4 separate regions of the Mus musculus genome follow, and regions 1, 3 and 4 are each linked to region 2. Evidence: chromatin contacts called from public HiChIP or PLAC-seq and promoter capture Hi-C data. All regions are on one chromosome and are shown on one strand. The core of a region is the stretch at or near the end of the contact, and the rest is flanking DNA. Distances in the headings are between cores, read along the strand shown. Region 1 overlaps Adamtsl1 (ADAMTS-like 1). Region 2 holds the start of Sh3gl2 (SH3-domain GRB2-like 2). Region 3 overlaps Adamtsl1 (ADAMTS-like 1). Region 4 holds the start of Haus6 (HAUS augmin-like complex, subunit 6).

What was found. Promoter capture Hi-C pulls out the DNA fragments that hold promoters and counts their contacts. HiChIP or PLAC-seq counts read pairs in DNA pulled down with a chosen protein or histone mark.
Region 1: a contact with region 2 is called in a promoter capture Hi-C map of hippocampal neurons, with 3 times the contacts expected there. The contact joins the enhancer-like site here to the promoter of Sh3gl2 in region 2. A contact is called at or near these places in 3 of 39 promoter capture datasets (cranial neural crest, embryonic stem cells and hippocampal neurons) and 3 of 115 datasets of contacts at active chromatin or transcription factors (astrocytes, embryonic hindbrain and embryonic stem cells).
Region 3: a contact with region 2 is called in an H3K4me3 HiChIP or PLAC-seq map of embryonic limb bud, with 5 times the contacts expected there. The contact joins the enhancer-like site here to the promoter of Sh3gl2 in region 2. A contact is called at or near these places in 2 of 39 promoter capture datasets (cranial neural crest and hippocampal neurons) and 3 of 115 datasets of contacts at active chromatin or transcription factors (embryonic limb bud, embryonic stem cells and stem cell-derived neural progenitor cells).
Region 4: a promoter capture Hi-C map of embryonic stem cells shows a contact between it and region 2, with 5 times the contacts expected there. The contact joins the promoter of Haus6 here to the promoter of Sh3gl2 in region 2. A contact is called at or near these places in 3 of 39 promoter capture datasets (cranial neural crest and embryonic stem cells), 5 of 115 datasets of contacts at active chromatin or transcription factors (astrocytes, embryonic stem cells and stem cell-derived neural progenitor cells) and 1 of 9 other capture datasets (embryonic stem cells).

The regions. Positions count from the first base shown.
Region 1 is chr4:86,268,812-86,271,599 of GRCm38.p6, forward strand. The region is part of intron 13 of Adamtsl1 (ADAMTS-like 1); the gene reads left to right. Among named protein-coding and RNA genes, the nearest start is that of Gm33730, 170 kb to the right of the region's middle. Within about 2 kb of position 1,515, at least 12 of the 459 cell types and tissues checked have an H3K27ac peak or open chromatin away from gene starts, as enhancers often do. A contact at or near this core is called in hippocampal neurons, where this site is marked.
Region 2 is chr4:85,204,188-85,207,070 of GRCm38.p6, forward strand. It overlaps Sh3gl2 (SH3-domain GRB2-like 2), which reads left to right and starts at 1,269. Exons shown (of 9, transcript NM_019535.2): 1 at 1,269-1,434. The coding sequence starts at 1,390.
Region 3 is chr4:86,293,353-86,296,396 of GRCm38.p6, forward strand. The region is part of intron 15 of Adamtsl1 (ADAMTS-like 1); the gene reads left to right. Among named protein-coding and RNA genes, the nearest start is that of Gm33730, 150 kb to the right of the region's middle. Within about 2 kb of position 1,734, at least 31 of the 459 cell types and tissues checked have an H3K27ac peak or open chromatin away from gene starts, as enhancers often do. A contact at or near this core is called in embryonic limb bud, where this site is marked.
Region 4 is chr4:86,610,645-86,613,368 of GRCm38.p6, forward strand. Haus6 (HAUS augmin-like complex, subunit 6) reads right to left here and starts at 1,411. Exons shown (of 17, transcript NM_173400.3): 1 at 1,042-1,411. The coding sequence starts at 1,169.

The DNA.
Region 1 (2,788 bases), core at 265-2,764, 1.1 Mb after region 2:
ATGCCTATAATCCCATCAGAGAGGACAGAGACAAGTGGAACTAAGAGCTCATTGGACAGCCAAGCCGAAATGACAAGCTTTCAGGTCATAAGCCTTAGCAGCAAGCACCTTACTTGCTGAGCCCCATCACCAGCCCTATGTTTGTTTGTTTTTAAAAATAACATTAATACCAATTATTTATTTAACTATTTATTTATTAGTGTATTATATAGTACATTAATTAATAAATTAATTATTTAATTAAAATAAATTAATATTTGTTCTTTTAAGAGAAAAGGTTATAAGATTGAATACTTAGAAGTTTCCTGTCGATGGTGATTGAAATTAGGAGTCGCTAGTGAATAGAATACAAAGGGAGCTACAAATCTGAGCTCTGAGGCACAGCAGTCCTTAGGGTTTGGGGACAGAGGAATCTAGGAAAGATGACTGAGAGGGTGGTAACCAGAGAAGCAAACCAAGCTTGGTGTCATTAGTTTAAGAAAGTGCTTTAAGTAGGAAGCTATCTCAGTTTCTTTACCTGTCCCTGACAAATGCCCTAACAAAAGTGCCCCGGGTGGAGAGGGGTATCTCAGCTCCCAGCTCAGTGGCTCCTCCTATGAAATTTCCTCCCGGCTCCTTAATACACCCAATTTCTCTTTCACTTCAAGCACTGAGGATAACCCAAATAAGCCCGGGCAATGAAAACACAACTCAATTAATAGGAATACATGCTGTGAGCCTAGATTGGGCAGATCTACCACTACACTACCATCTTCCCCATAGAAGAGAGCCCTTAGAACCCGAGGTTTCTCCAGGCCACGTGCTTCTGCTCCACTTTCCTTCTTCCTCCTCCTCCTCAGTTGTCCTCTCTCTTCCCCTCTTCCCCCTTCCCTCCTCCCCCCTTCCTCCTTTCCTCTCTCTCTCTCTCTCTCTCTCTCTCTCTCTCTCTCTCTCTCTCTCTCTCTCTCTCTCTCTCTTTCTCCTTTTCTCCCCAAACCTTCAGCTCCACCTTCCCCTCTTTTTCTGCCCAACCACCAGCTCCAGCCTTTATTTATAAATTAAGGTGGGAAGCAGGTTTACAGGAAATCACTTGAGTGCTGACTCATTCCTTGTTCAAATCTCCTCACAGGAGAACAGAATTAAACATCAAATACAATTAGCCTCAGGGCTATCCACAACAGCTGGCCTCTAAAAGAAAACCCTCCCATGTTGCCTGTGTGTTTGGGAACGGGACACATTAGTATGCGTTAACAGCACGTGACACAGGTAGCCAAGGATTTTCTTCCCTTGTCTTTTCAAATCCTTGCATTGATGGCTCTACCAAATTTTCATTTGTTTAGATTCTAAGATCCATCGTTCTGTTCTCAGTTTTGCTACTGAGATGCACTGTAGTGCTCATGATGCTCACTTGCTGGGAGGCATGATGCTTAAGGGTTTAGAGAAGATACTGGGATGTGGTACTGACAGAGGCTCTGTAGAGGAGTGCCCTAGGAAACCGTTTCCCTGGAGACCTCAATATGAGCTGCAGCACTAATATGCAGCTCCAGAGACTGTGAACTGACAGTCTAGCTGGATAACCCTGTCATGATTCTGCACTCAGCCCTAGAGTCCTTAGCTAGAGACTCATTTATTTGACTTGACTTAGGCTCTGAGGAAATATAGAATAGTATCTTGGGTACATATTGTCCACAAACTTTAATTCTTTTCAGTAATCCTGTTTAAACTTGTAAAATTGATTTTTTTTATCCTTTGACAGTTTCATATAAATATATAATAAATTTTAATCCTTCTCACGTTGTCTTACCTGATGTCACCCCACCCTTCCCACTGCAACTCTTCTCAGCAGGCATGTAGCTTTGACTGCTCTAATTTTGACAAAGATGCCAAAAATATACCTTGGTGATCATGTTTAACATTCTACGATGGTTCCATTGAAGAGGGGTCTTTGCTTTGCTGTATCTATCTGCTTGTCTTGTGAAGCTTTTACCTCCCCCCTTCAATTTCATTTAGAGACATTAAGGAGTTTTATGTGCATCTTCCTGATGTCATGTAGAGGTGGAATTGGAGAAGACAGGAAGGACCACAGAGGAGGATGCTCCTCCCTAGTCTCCTTTTTCACTCAGCTCTTTTCCTCATGCATGGATCGACATTTTTCTTCAGATGCACAAATACCCAGCATACATTTAAGCAACTGTTCTGGCCCAAAAGCTTTTACTCTGTTACTTTTTCAAGGATTATTCAGAAGCAAAAGAACCAACTTTTCAAACATAAATAGAATAAGAAGGAAGGAAGCTTGGTTACGCGTCAGATGAAGCTGGGTACCTCACTAGGGATCAAGCCTGTGACCTTTGCCCCAGTGATGTCCTTCTCAGAGGCCTTCCTGGTTAATTCGGGGTAGACGTTCCTATATTTTATTTTTCTGAAAGTGTTTTCTAGATACATCTACTCTTACTATTGGACTTAATAATAGTTTTGGACTGGAGAGGTGGCTCAGAAGGTAAAAAATACTCACTGATCTTGAAAAGGAGCCAAATTTGGGTACCACCTAAGCACCTATGTGGCAGCTTACAACCACCTGTAATTTCAGTTCCATGGAATCTGACACCCTCTTCTGGCCTCCACAGACACTAGAAATACACACAATGCGCATGCATACATTGAAACAAATGTGCTTATTCACATTAAATAAACAAACAAACAAGTAAAATGTATTGATGTTCTTTTTTAAAAGTTTTTTTTTTAAATCTCATGGTTTGGGTGCAAATATAAAGTGGACATTTGTCAAAATTTGCATTTATTGTACTTCCCC
Region 2 (2,883 bases), core at 19-2,518:
GTAGTTTAGAAATTAGAAAGTACCACAGATTGGAAGGTCTGGGCAGCAGCAAGGACCACAAGACTACAGACCCCTTCCTTCCTTTTGCTTTGCTTTGCAGACTGGAAGGGTATGCTCACTGCTCACTGCTCCGATATTCTGTTGTGCTGTGATTCACAGTAGCAAGGGTGAGTGGTACCCAGCCCGTGTCTAGAATCCCCTTGCACCTGCTCTTCCGTTCATCTTTACTCAAGCTGCAGAAGTCTACTGGCTTCCTTTACACCAGGCAGTAGAGGGGGGGGGGGCGGGAGGGGAACTGTATTTCTAGGAACCCAATCCAGGTCCTGTTGATTCTTTCCACATTCTCCGTAATTACTCTCCTCTTGGCGGCTCATCACTTTGATCCACACATGCAGGTGTGGCCTGCATCTGAGACTCTCCCACAAGCTCTTCCATACAAGACAAACTTGAAGTGGCTGCTCATAAGAGCACAGATTTCTGGTGCTGCTCTGGGCCCTTCACCCAGTCCCATCCACCCTTTGTCCCTATGTGGTGTTTGTATAACTTACTGCCTTTCCTTTCCTCATTATATAAAAATGTTAGAACGAAAAAAAAAAAGAAAGAAAAAAATGTCCATGATAATTGTGTGAATGCCAAGTTCGCATTCGTTTTTTTTTTCTTTTGAAAATAGAAGATTAAATGTTATTACTCATATCAATATATGCTATAGCTCATATCAATTCCATTCCAGTATCCCAGTCAAACTGTAGGGACCTCTCTTCATCTTAAGTAGTTAAGTTGTACTAGAACAGGAAAAAAAAAGTTGATAGATTTCCCTAAGGTGAAACAAGCTTAAGGGATATTAAAATCGAGGCAGAGAAATGTTTTCGGTGGCCAATCATGCGGGAAGGCAGGGCATGAAATGAGCAATAACTTATTCATGATCCAGATAAGCCGCCACCCTGCTTTTCAACCACAGGGAGGCCAGGCTCAAAGGGCAAGGGCAGTGCGCAGGCAGCACCACTGCGGCTACCTGGGAGCTGGGTCACCTGAGTCTAGACTGCCCAAAGGCGGTGATCCCTTTGCCAGGGCCACGAACGAACGACTCCCACAGCTGAAGACAGCCCAGGCTTCGGACCGTGGAGGGACTTTCGCCCCCGCACAGTGCGGGGGTTCCTCGCGCTCACCTGCCTCGGCTTGCGCCCTGGGCGGGGCTTCCCGCGTCCCCTTTAAGAGGCCGCATCACCCGCCCTGACGTCAGGGTGTCTCTCCGCACAAGCCCGCGTCCCGCGCCGCGCCCCCGCGCCAGCAGCTCCCGCGGTCGCACGACCAGCGGCGGCCCGGCGACCCCAGCCGCCTCTCCGCATCTGCATCTGCATCTGCCGGCCGCGCAGCCTCCCGCATCCCATCATGTCGGTGGCAGGGCTGAAGAAGCAGTTCCACAAAGCCACTCAGGTAGGGCGCGTGCAGGTGCGCCATGGGCCGCCCCGCAGACCGACAGACAGACGGCGTCCTCCCCTGCAACCCCTCCCTGTTCTGATCTGGTCCCCGCGGGGCGCTGCGCGGCAGCCTGGCTCCATAACCCGGCTCCCTGTCTCCGATCGGTGCTCGCTCCGCGAGTCTCCTCCCTGGCCGCTGCATCCCTGCTTCCTCTTCCCACTCCGAGTCCCTGTGGTCCCTGCCACTCTAGCACTCAGACCTCAGTTCCCTTCCCCTGGCATCTCTGCTCTCTGTCCCCGCTGTCTCGGTTCGCCGCCCACCGGGTTCCCAGGCAGTTAGTCCCTGCACGGCAGCTCTCAGGCTCTGCACGGAGGGTGCCGCGCAGGTGCTTGGCGGCGCGGCGGGAGATTATGTAAAGTCGCCTCGGTGCGGTGACCTTGCGGTGTGGTGTGCCCCACTGTCCTGGGATGTGCTGGCTGGAGCGAGGTTCGCTCTGGAGGCTGCGGAGGTGCCCGCGCTCTGCGCTTGCTCCAGGCTTTGCGCTCCCAGGCCTTCTCAGAACCCCTCCTTCCCAGGCCTCCCCAGGCTCCCAGCATGGGAGAATGTGGTTCCCCTAAGGAGCATGCATGCATTAACTTTTTTCCCTGGAGAACTCCTTGGTGAAGCTTATTTGAGGCCATGGTTTGATCAGTGGTCTGCAAGTCTTTAAAGTTCTCCCACGGGTTTTACTGCGGAGGCAGTTGTTAAAAACTTGAAAATCACTGTTTACTAGATGTGCCAAATTTTCTGTGTGGGGTAAGCTGAGATTAAAATTTAATCCAGACCCACATAATTTAAATCTCATTGGGCCCAACTCAGTGATTTTACAAAGAGAAAATGTCCAAAAATACTTACGATGTGACCCATTTCTTACATAATGTGTGGAGTTACAACCCTTTTATTCATTTGGAACAGGTTAAATTTTAAGATATATTTAACAAGAAACGACTTTATTGATAAACCGTAAAATACTTTTTGCGTAACCATTTAGCTTTAAAGATCCTTATCCTAAGCTAACCTTAATTGTGTGGCTTCTGTAATTTCTTGTTTTTTAAAAACATTACTTTTATCTTTTTTTACAATCCAGCCACTCCCTTCCCTCTGGGTCCCCCCTCCCACAGTTCCTCATCCCATTTCTCCCTCCTGTCTCCAAGAGGATGTCACGCACACCAGGTCTTCCCACTCCCAGGAATCTCAAGTCTCTCGCACATCTTCTTCCACTGAGGCCAGACCAGGCAGTCCTCCTCTGCTATACATGAGTCTCATTACCGAGTTCACAGCCTCAGTACTATTGCAAAAGGCATAGGGAAAAGGTGAAGACTGCATTCCTCAAGTTTGCTTAAATTAAGGTGCAGGATGACATTCACCCCTGAGCATCATCTCTGTCACCATAGACTTAGCATCATCAAATGAGTTCTGTTGGGA
Region 3 (3,044 bases), core at 484-2,983, 1.1 Mb after region 2:
CTCAACAGTATAGTTGCCTGCACATGACCCGCACAGTGACCATACCAAACAACATGCCACTGTGTATGGGAGAAAAGTTTGTAAGGCTTTACCTCTGGGTGAGAAACTACAGGCAACCAATAGAAGTTGACGGGGAGAGAATCCGTTTTCTCTAGGGATGAACCCCCTAAGAGGTTTTTCAATCCTAAGTGGTCAATTCTAAACACATGTACATTCAAGCAACACTAAATAGGCTCAGTAGATTGTGTGTGTGTGTGGGGGGGTGTGTATGGGGGTGTGTGTATGCATATAAAACAATCTAACAATGTTATAGACGAGATCATGAATTCAAGATGAGGTGAAGGGACATGAGAAGAACTGGAGGGGGAAAGAAAGGTAAAATGATGTGATTACAGTGCATTCAGACTGTATTTGTTTCCTTAAAACAAAAGATTTTTTTAAAACTCCTCAAGCACAGCAGTAGTAATCAGGGCAGAAAGGTAACCTCCCCCCCCAACCCCACCCTTAACCAGCTTAGTCACTTTTTGCTCCCTTTCTTGCCCAGAGAGAGATATGCTGGTGGCTTGGTATATATGCATCAAGACTACCTTTCATAAATTTATATATGTTTGTGAACATACACAAATATACAAGGCTCTGATATTTGTAAACAAGATCTTACTGCATTTATTGCTCAGAAGGTTCAAGTTTTCACTCAGCCCCACTCATGAGCTATGAAGCTTTCCCATCCCCGAGACATTCAAAACGATGAGCAAGTAGATGTAGACCTGTGGTCCAAGCCTCTTGGGCCACTTCTCACTAACCTTTGAAGGGCTATGGACGTTTTTAGATCTTCATTCTCTTCTTTAAAATGGGGAAACATTTTATAATGCTGGGTATAGTGAGTCACGGCGACAACTTCAGTACTTAAGGGACTGAGGCAAGTGGATTGCCATGGAGTTGTGGTAAGCCTGGGCCAGCATAGTTCCAGGCCAGCATAGGCTACAGGGTGAGACTCTGTCAATAACAAAAACAATAATAAGATCTGTGCTGCGGTGTAGCTCAGTGTCAGGATGTTTGACCAGCATGTATAAGGCCTTGGGTTCAAATACTCTGTACCCCCAACACACACACACACACTCTGCTAGGTATAAAAACACAATTCTAAAGTTCCAGAACTCAGATATCAAATTAAGAGGATTATGAATACCAGGCCTGCCTAAAATACCTGAGCACCCAAGTCTGCCTCAAAAATTAAAAATTAAAAAAAAAAAAAAAACAAAATCACAATCATCACCCAGAGAAATACGTGGTCATCTTTTAGTTTAGCTGAGAAACAATAGTCATAATTTCCATGAAAGCATGATTTTTTAAATTCAAGACTTAAATTCGATTAGATTTGAGCTAAGTCTTAATAAATAAGTTACTATCTCCCTGGTTTATAATAGCAGTGACATGAGCAGCCAAAGAAAACCAGAAAGCACTACTTTTTTTTTTTTTAAATGTATGACTGTTATTAATTATAAGCATTTGATAGCTCCACCAGTGTGTGTTGAAAAGATTTGGTAAATGTATGTGGAGGAGGGGAACGGAGTTAGAAATGAAAGCCAGATGGCTGAAAATGAAGGAAATTCCAGGCAATTTCTGCAGCTTTGTTCTAACATACTTCTTAAACTAAACTTTTATTTCTGTGCAACAGAGAACAGCTGAGTGGTGCCGGGGAGATAAACAGTGGAGGGGGGAGCTCCTAATTCCAGGAATGGTATTCAGTCTCTTCCCTCTCCCTCTCCCCACCCTCTGCACTAGCCCTAATCTCTGCTCAGTCCTAGGACCTTTCTGAGAACCAACAAGAATCAAAGAAGCTGAGAATCCTTATTTAAAGGGACTGTTAGGGTCAAAGAGTCCTCTCTTTAAAAGCAGACCAGAACACCCACTTTATTGTGCACTAACAAGACCCATGCACACTGACAGCACGTGATTTCCAATTTCAACTTTTCTTTTATATTCCCTTAAAAATGGCCAGAGCGAAAGGTGTCGCCTTTTAAGACAGCCGTGTTTTCATTGAGTCAATGGAGCTTTCAAAGCATGGCAGGCACCCTGGTCCTGTTTTAAAGGCTGTTATTTCACCGTGCTCTCTGAAGACTGGTTTACCTTCTGCTGCTTCCCTAAAGCTCCCATATGCTGACATGCTGCTTCTCAGCTCTGTCCACACTAACTTTTAAATTCAAAAAGAGAAAGCACACCAAAGCTCACCATCATCCACAGGCATTAAGTCCAGATTTGGAGGACATGTTCAGATGCCCTTAGAGTAATAAACTCTTACTAACAGGCAGTCATCTTAATGTCTAGCAGGCTTTTGGTACCAGTCCTCAGAACACAACACCCCATCTTGAAGATGTCACCTGTTAAGGGACAACCTCAAAACAGCAATTGTTCCAAGGGAGCTTGAGGCCTCAGGGCTGATTCTTCCTGGAGGAGCTAGAGCCCACGCTGTATGATGAAGCATAAAAGCAGGATTTATCCAGGCAAAGGAAAGAGAACATTTTTTCACACAAAGGAAAGGACAAGAAGTAGGTGCCATAAAGAACAGGCAGAGGCCACACCCATGGAGGCCTCCGGTCCTAAAGCTGCTTAGACTGTATTTCCTACAGTAAGTGGAGCTCAACAAAGAAGCTTAAACAAGGTCATAAAAGGGCCAGTCTTTCTTGGATAGAGATGACCCGTGCTGACCACCCAAGCCAATAAAAACAGTGATGGTTAGCTTTTATTACCTACCACCTATGTATTGTATCGCAATTGTTTCTCATGTAGAATCAGAAATGGTATCGTCTGTGTAATATTTTCATTGACAAAATGCAATGCAAATGTCGGCATTTTGTTTGCCCCCCTCCAGTAACCCAGTATGTGCTGACTGAGCCTGTCAACTTGTCAGGATAATGGTGCTACAGGTAAGGGGATCAAAAAGGAAGTCATGATCAAGCTAGCTAGTGTTACTTGATCACTGAGGCCCTCCCCATACTACCATCCTGAGATCCTTTGAAGATAAGGATTATATTTCCTATAAA
Region 4 (2,724 bases), core at 161-2,660, 1.4 Mb after region 2:
GGTTGGTGGGACGTTTTAATCCCCAGCACATAAGAGGCAAGGGCAGGCTGGTATCTGAGTTCAAGGCTAGCCTGTCCACAAAAAGAGGTCCAGAAGCCTTGTCTTGAAAAATAAACAAACAAACAAAAACAAAAATCAAACAAAAGACAAAATTCATTGAGACTGGAGAGATGTCTCAGGTTACTAACAGTGTCTGCGCCTCCAAAAAGACACGGGTTCAATTCCCAGAATCCACATGGCAGATCTAAACTGTAACTCCAGTCCCAGAAGATCTGACAACCTCACACAAGACATACAAGCAAGCAAAACAGCAATCTGGAGGAGCAAGGCGATGGAATTAAAATCCCAGCACACCTCCCATTACTACAGAGAGGGGGGTTTTGTCTCAAAATAAAAATAATAGTAGCCGGGCGGTGGTGGCGCACGCCTTTAATCCCAGCACTTGGGAGGCAGAGGCAGACGGATTTCTGAGTTCAAGGCCAGCCTGGTCTACAAAGTGAGTTCCAGGACAGCCAGGGCTATACAGAGAAACCCTGTCTCGAAAAAAAAAAATAGTAATAATGGTGATGATGGTGATATAGTAATAATAGAATCATTCTTTCCATTAAATTATAAGGAGGAAAGGGGGCCTGAAACCGGAAGCTCGTGTCTAAAGTATACAAATATAAACAAAGTATTTCTTTTTGTGATCGCAACCATAACTGAAGTGGCAAAGGAAAGGGTATCGGCTTTTGATTTTCATTCCCACACATTATTATGTTTTTGCTAGCTGTAACATGTTTTAGTTCGGATTCAAAGTTTAAACCCACAGTTAACTACTTATAAGATGTTTGCATATATAGTTCCCCGACGCCTCCCACCAACTACAGACCACGAAGGCAGGGTTAAGCGGGCCCGCCGTTGTGCCTCAACTGCAGAGCACGCCTCTAAAGCGTCCCGCACCCGCATCCCTTACACTGGTGACGACCAGTCCCCCACCACAGGGTTCTGCCGCCAGTGACTGGACGCCAAGGACCGCGCCACCGCCCCAGATCTCCTTACTCTCCAAGGTGCGCGTGCGGCACCATCTTCCCGCCGAACGTGATGCTGGAGCTCGGATCCAAGCCCAGCGCCTGCAGGTACATCCAGAGATGCTGCTTCTCGAAAGCGGAGTCCCGGGCCGAGCTCATGCTTTCCACGGGCAGGGCGACTGTGACGGAGGAAAACGAAGGCACCGAAGCCGTGAGGACCCTTGGACCCCTCCTACAGGCATCCCGGGGTGACGACAACCCCTCTGCGGCGGCCGCCCGCTGCCTCCTCTCCGAGAGCCATCCCACCACAAAAGGCCGAACGCGCCCAGAAAAACAGACAGTGACTGCAGCGCTCCACGCAAACCAAGACTCCCGCGCTTGCGGAAGACTACACTGCGCAGGCGCAGGCGCAGTCCCGACTTCCGGGACTGGTCTTCCTAAGAGGACTCAATCTCCCACCATGCAATGCATCCCTGTCTCCGGGCACATGAAGTCCCTGAGAGAAACTATAAGACCCACAAAGCATTGCGTGACCAGCCAATTGCCCCAAGGTCCGGAAACCGGGTGTTTTCTAGAGCCCTCCCGGCCTTAGTTCCGGATTCTTTGCGTTTTAGGTTTCTGTTGCTCGGGTTGTGATTGCTGTTCAGTAAAAGCTACATTGTAGCTCCTTATAGTGAGTGATGCAGGTGTATGGCCCTAAACAAATCATCTTTTCCTTTATTTTAAGACAGGGTCTTGTCCGGTGGAGGCAGCGGTGTACTCCTTTAATCCCAGTACTCAGAGGAGAAGAACTTTGTTAGTTCGAGAACACTACTGATTTCCGGGACAGCCAGAGCTACACAAAGAAACCCTGTCTCGAAATAAAACAAAGCAAAACCAAAAAGGCAGGATCTTGCTATGTAGCTCTAACTTTATGTAGCGCAGTCTGGCGTCGAAGACTGTACCTGCCTTCCTACTATATGAATTAATGGGCAAGAGTCACAGGGGCCGATGGAGTTGTTCATTGATCACCTCATCTAGAGTGCTTGGCAAAATTTTTATTATCAAATGTTTCTTTGGTCGTGGAGGTTGCAAGTCGAGATTTCTTTTAGCCTCCTCTGGCCTTGAACTCCCTTCCCAAAGGAAGATGACCCTGAATTCCTAATTCTGGAATGCTCTCCATCTTTGTGGGAGGCACCACCAGCCATACTTCAACTTGCTGTACTAGAAATCTGTCTCTCACCGGGCAGCACTTGGGAGGAGAAGACAGGCGGATTTCTGAGTTGCAGGCCAGCCTGGTCTACAGAGTGAGTTCCAGGACAGCCAGAGCTATTCAGAGAAACCCTATCTCGAATAACAACTACAACAAAGTCTGTCTCTCTGCTGAGTGTCAGGAGTCATAATGGGACAAGCATCATCCTGAAGTGGTCTACTTCGGATTATTAGATGACCTGCGACAGGTGCACCCTTATTAAGCAAGGCTGTAAGGAATTCATTTTAGGGAAGATTCCTGCTATTAATATTGCTTTTCCTGTTATTATTAAAAATATATAACAATCACTAAGTAGTAGCACACCCCTTTGGAGCAGATCTCTGCAGATCCATGAAGATGTATTGTCTTGTAGTGATGCCATATAGACAAATAGATGACTTAAGTCATCATGATGATCCTATAAGAATTCCTAAAATTTTATCTGTGATTATTAAGCTCATTTTTACTGGGACTCCTATTAAG